Regions from separate parts of the Drosophila melanogaster genome. Here region 2 is linked to region 1. Evidence: chromatin contacts called from public Hi-C data. All regions are on one chromosome and are shown on one strand. The core of a region is the stretch at or near the end of the contact, and the rest is flanking DNA. Distances in the headings are between cores, read along the strand shown.

What was found. Hi-C and Micro-C count contacts between places; a contact is called where the count stands out from the background.
Region 2: a contact with region 1 is called in a Hi-C map of the Kc167 cell line, with 1.7 times the contacts expected there. A contact is called at or near these places in 30 of 107 Hi-C or Micro-C datasets (the Kc167 cell line, the OSC cell line, cellular blastoderm embryo and 8 more) and 2 of 7 datasets of targeted methods (both in the Kc167 cell line).

The regions. Positions count from the first base shown.
Region 1 is chr2L:21,197,031-21,200,101 of dm6, forward strand. It overlaps Ret (Ret oncogene), which reads right to left and starts at 1,732. Exons shown (of 7, transcript NM_165359.2): 1 at 1,623-1,732. It overlaps CG31624, which reads right to left. Exons shown (of 2, transcript NM_165361.3): 2 at 2,208-2,927. The coding sequence starts at 2,907. The coding sequence ends at 2,371.
Region 2 is chr2L:21,378,486-21,381,418 of dm6, forward strand. It overlaps nrv3 (nervana 3), which reads left to right and starts at 1,648. Exons shown (of 8, transcript NM_165379.3): 1 at 1,648-1,876.

The sequences.
Region 1 (3,071 bases), core at 482-2,981:
AAGCCAACCGGTTGCCAACTGGAGGGGCTCTCAAAGGCTCGGGCCATGGCGTTTCCCCATTAAAGGTTAAGCGCGACCCAGCCGATCCGGGTGGACTTTTAAGGTGCGTCTATAGCCGTCCTGTTGCTCGAAACGCCAAAAATGGCAATTTCCATATAAAACTTATGCGAAGCCGGCAAACTTACAAACATCCGACGACCGCAAGAGTCAAAGTACGACTGTGGAGGTTCTTCAGTGCCAGTGACTGCCCCGACTGTTTTTTAACTGCACTGCGACAAAAAAAGATTCTAAGAATGCGTACTGGGAGCTTAATTTTAATCAAATGTTTGCCTTTTGCATTGCTTTATCATAATGAAGAACATTTTGCATTGCAAAGATTTAATGAATACAGAAATGTAAAAAAAAATTTTTTAATGTGTCGTGTTTAAAAATATTATGGCTTACACAATAAAAAAAAATGTTGCTTCATTTGGTTTCATCGAATTATTGCTACTTTTTCAATCTTTCCCCTAACTTTAAATGGTATTTTATATATGAGTATTGGTATAATGAGCTGTGAATAAAAACCAAATAGAATAATTCGATGATATTATTGACTTAGGCTTGGACCTTTTCCAGTGCCATCGGCTTGTAAGTTATTTTTTCGTTCACAGACATCTACGAATTGAAAAAGAATGCCAGAGTAGCGTCAATAAATTTGGCCTGGAAGCTTAGAGCCTGGCTTGGATTCCATTTCCACGAAAAAAGGTTCTGGAATGACAGCCGCTTTAAAGGTGTGCGTGATGTTCTTTTTGATCCAACACAGTCAGCAATAGCAAGTATTACAAACCCTAATTGATCCCATTGATTGAGTTTTTAGACCTGATCGCTTGTAGACACATTCGTAAAATGCAAATTCACATCGCGACTGACATTTGCATATGCTAACAATTAATTTTCTGTCACCTAGGTAATCAAAATAAAACATTTTCCAATTAATCCCACATTTTATAATTTGTAAGATTAACATTTTTATAAGCTCTGCCTCCACCTGAGCAAACGCAAGCACGAAAGACCTTAACAGGCATTTAAAATGTAGAAGTACAAGATTAGATATCTTTTGTATTAATTAAAATAATTATCAATTAGAATAAACGCTCAGACCACCCACACTTAGTGTTTTACTATCAAAGATGTGTCTTTGCATACATACATATATGTATATATATATATATTTATAGCTAATCTGTTATCCCGCCACTTCAGCTTTAATATATTAAAATATTTTCCTCAATAAACTGCAATTACTTGAAGTTGCAAATTGAGTAAACTAATTCCACTTCAACACGCACGGCTAAATCACAATTATCTGATGCCAATCTACACGATATACTGTATTGAGTTGTCAGTGCCACTAGACGTGAGGATATTGGCTGCATTTGGAAAATCCGAATCTGGAAAATCTGGCCATAGATCGCAAATAAATTTCAAAGTTCGCAACATACGTAAACCACGATCTTGATTTTGATAGACACGATTTATGGAGGCTTGCAGCTGCTGCAGCTTTTTACAGACTCCTTAATTGTTCGACTCAAACGGCAATTATTTATGGGACAGTTTCAACAGTGTAATTAATTAGCCACCTCTCTTTTCCCGTTTTCGGGCAGCTTTTCCGCGGAAATACTTTTTGGTTTGTGGAAAATCGCTTAAAGACCAACCGAACCGCTTTGCACGAGCTCCGTTTGAAAAATGAAACTGAAACCGGCAGCCGGCAACTCCAAAGCCGCAGAGCCCACAAAATCGTAACGAAAACTTGACTAACGAAGCCGCTTCGTGTATTTTACCCGAATGTATGAATTTTCCACGATGACGGCACGTCAGCACACCCTCGCAGAGTTTTCCATTTTCCGCTGCACTGCTGGGATACCCCTCCTCCAAACAACATAATTCCACCGACTAATGGCGTTTATGAGATAATCAGATGTGCATGTTCCAAGGCTGGGTAGCATATTTACCCTTGGAAACATGATCTCATATCAAGCACACTTTCCTCGACAGCTTCTTTTCACTGGGTTTGGGGAAAATATTTACTCAAAATTGGGAAAGGGCTTGCGTTCTAGTTTATCTCGCAGTAATCAGTATGTTGTTGTGGGTGTTGTTGGTCTTAGGCAAATCTTAACGATAAAAGGGTTTACCTGGCCACCCCAATACAGAGACTTTACATATTTATTTTTATTTAGTGTGTGCGTGTGCGAAATGTTAAGTGTGGTCAAATGTGTGGGTCTGATTTCTTTCATGCCTCTAGGCTTCATAAGCATCGGGAACTATTTCAACATTAGTGTAAGAAAGGAACTAAACAATTTGGAGTAAGATCATGGGTCCGGGACGATGTTAGCAATTGCAGGCGGGGCACACGGGCTTGTCCCCGTCGATGGTAAAAGTCTGCGAGGTTATAGGATTCTCGCATTTGTTGCACTGGAAGCAATTGCGATGCCACTTCACGTTCATGGCGAGCACCGCTGAGTCCGTTATAGGCTTCTCGCACTTGGCGCACCTGGCAGCAAAGAGGTTCTCGTAATCCTGTTTGCAATAGGGCTTGCCGTCGCGCTCATAGAACGTTTGACTGGCGAGCGGCTTCTTGCAGGCACCGCCGCAGCAAAAGCAAGCTTCGTGCCACCTCTCCCCCATGGCGCAGATGGTTTTTTCAAGGATCGGCTTCTTGCAGCCGGCACAGGTGTAGGTGTACCGCTCCACGAAGCACTTGTTGCACACTGGTTCTCCGCTCTGAACATTGAAGGTGGCATCCAGGATCTGCTCATCGCAGTGGTGGCACAGGAAGTGCTCCGGGTGCCACGTCTTGCCCAGGGCGGTGATCATACGCTTGGTGATGGCCTCCTGGCACTTGTGACACACAATGCTCTCAGTCATTTTGGCTTCTCGATTGGTAACTGCTAATAAAAAATGATTTTTAATGCGCATTACCAAGGGATTGTTCAATTACTCTTTTTTGATTGAATTGCTCGTATATATCGTAAATTGAGGTTAAAATACAAAATGTACAAAACAGGGCAGCTATCGATTATTTTATTGAA
Region 2 (2,933 bases), core at 398-2,897, 180 kb after region 1:
GGGGACTATGTTAAGATCGACAAGTGATCCTAAGCAAGAATATATACATATGTGTATATTTTGTATTAAAAGTACAATTAGAAAACCATTTGTCTTTTATTATTTATTTAGAAGTAATGGGGACTTTTTGGTTTTAATTTATATAATACTTACACTTTGAAGACTTCAGTTGTAAGATTTTGGGATCAACATAATCATTGTATTTAAGCATAAATATCATAATCATAAATATTTCTGTATATTCGGGTTTACTGTGTATATTTAAAGATAACAATGTGTTCTTATAAAAGTTCACCTGTTATGTGTGTCCTAATATTATCTCCCACAATTTCCAACGTATTTATGCAGATTAACGATTTTAACATTATTATTTTTCCGTCCACAGTTTTTAGACCTTCACATATTGGATCAAGAATATTTCTCATATTTCTATCGATTTGCCAAAAAACTTTTTGCCCCGCTTACTACCTAAAACCGCCCAAAACTGCTACGCTCACACTCTTGCAAAATGTTTTAATATTTTTTCATAATATTATAAGACGTCTAAATTTCTATTAATTTGCCAAAAAAAAACCACGCCCAATCTAACTTTTTATCATTATATATATATATATATATATATAATATATATATCTATCGATATCCCAGAAAAATTTTTCTGAGATCTCGACGTTCATACGGACGGACACATCGTGATAAAGAATACATATACTTTATATAGTCGGAAACGCTTTCTTCAGCCTGTTTCATAATTTTCAACGAATCTAGTATACCCTTTCACTCTACGAGTCACGGGTATTAACCTTTGTAGCGACAGACCATCATAAATACCAAAAATACATGAGACAACTCAGATTAACCGTTTGAAACACTAGCGTCCTGGTCGCATTGTGATTTGATTCTTATTTTGTAATCTTAATTCTTATTTTTGTATCCTCAAGGGATCATGAAAGTTGGCAAAGAGTAAGTTGCCGACCTTTACTGAAAAATAAACCACTTCGGAGTCGCTCTGGGTGTCAAGAACTCTCATTGCTTGAATGCCAGGATGGCGGCCAACTACGAGTGGGATCCAATTCTCAATTTGCATCTTTCCACTCTCAGGCTGTGACTACACTGGACCTTTCATACTCAATGAATAGAAAGTACGCAATCTGCAAAAAACTAAAGGCATACATACATATGTTTGTTTTTGTGTTGCTTTATAACATCAGACATTCGCCTGGAATTGGCCACCGACTTTAGAACCGACACCTTTCTGTCATGGCAACTTAAGTAGAGGTGAACGTACCCAGAACATTAGCAACAAAGTCACGTAAGCGAGCAATAGACGGGATGCAGCCATTTTTTGTCCTTGCATTTGTTAGTCGAGCCACGTCATTTAGCAACGCATCAATTCAGATGTGGATTAAGCAGATTTATAGCCTTTGCGTAGGCAAAGTTTTGCAGCTATTGGACGGAAATAACGTCCAAGCTGGTCGTCTGTCATATAGAGGTCGCAAACGAAGCTACATATCTGTTCCAGCGCCAACTCGCATAGCCCTCAGCTGAGCGGAAAGCTATGTGCGCGAGGAGAGCTTAAGCCCACCGCCCCCATACGCAGCTGGCGGCACACACCCCCTTAGAACGACGAAACTGCCCGGAGCCGAATACGAGTGCGAGCCGAACCATTGTCGATATGCCTGGTGGAAGTTGCGGCGACGATGGCACTATCATTGGCGTTTTAACTGTGGACGGTTGCTACTCGCACTCGCTGGCGGATTAACGGCATAAATATTTAAATAGATATATGTATTTCGCATACATATATACCGTTATATCTGGAGCTACTATGTACTAGTAGAGGGGAAGCGTTTGAAGACGAAAAAAATTTCATTCTGTATGTGTGTCATTCAAACATAAGTCTTACATATTCCTACAAAGCGCTGGTTACATAAAAGCCCACAAACAAACAATTTAACCAATTCAATTATCTATGTGTTCGGCAGTGTTCAAAGTAAACGAAGTTTCAAATCCGAATCGATTTAAGAATTAAAATATTGCTATAAATTAATATATACCTCGTTGTTGCGAAATCAAATTTTCACTGATTACGTCGACGTCGGCTAAAATATCCTTGTAAAAGTTATATACATACATACTGAAATTCGATTTTTTCTTATCTGGCTGTACCGATAAAAATGGGCATGTAACGAAGGGCCCTAAAACAAAAGAGAATACAAAATAAGTAACATGAAGTACAAAGTGTGCGTGTGCTAATTTGAAGTATAGGGAAACTTATATTTCATAAGCATTTGCAGTGGAAGTGAATAGAATAGAATGTATAAGAGAGCGATTGAATGAGGTATAGCTAATGACGATTGACATTTAATTAAGACGGGTCAAGGACGTATTTCTTTAAACAGAATGGTGTTCCTATTGATTTTTTATATTTAGAATGGAAATTCGAGTACCAAACAAAATTGTACAAAATTTCCTAAGGCAAATAAATGTGTGTATTCCCAACACCCTTTGTGATTCGTAGGAAGGAAGCTGGTGTTGCCTACATTTCTGCGCTTTGCCCTTTTCCATTCAAAGCCAATAGCAGCCAAATTGCAGGTTCAGAAATAGAAGCAAAAGCTGTGGCTAACGCAGGGCCGAGTCCATTGGGGCGCGTTGCGCAATGAGCACCGCAGAAAGGCAGCAACGGCAGCGGCGTCACTATTTGCAGAAAAAGAGTAAGTCAAGTCATGCGAGCTTGAGTGTCGGGACTTTCCATGATAAAAAGAGAGATCAGAAGCAGGGCGACATTTCAACGTAATTAAGTTGTGTAGCCTGTCAGGCTTGGCCAGCTGTCCCAGCCACATCCCATTGCCCGCTGCTGTTTGCTAAAACGATCGGATTTGCCCAGGGGCCAATGCTAATGGAAACACACACAACCCGGCCATAGCAAAACG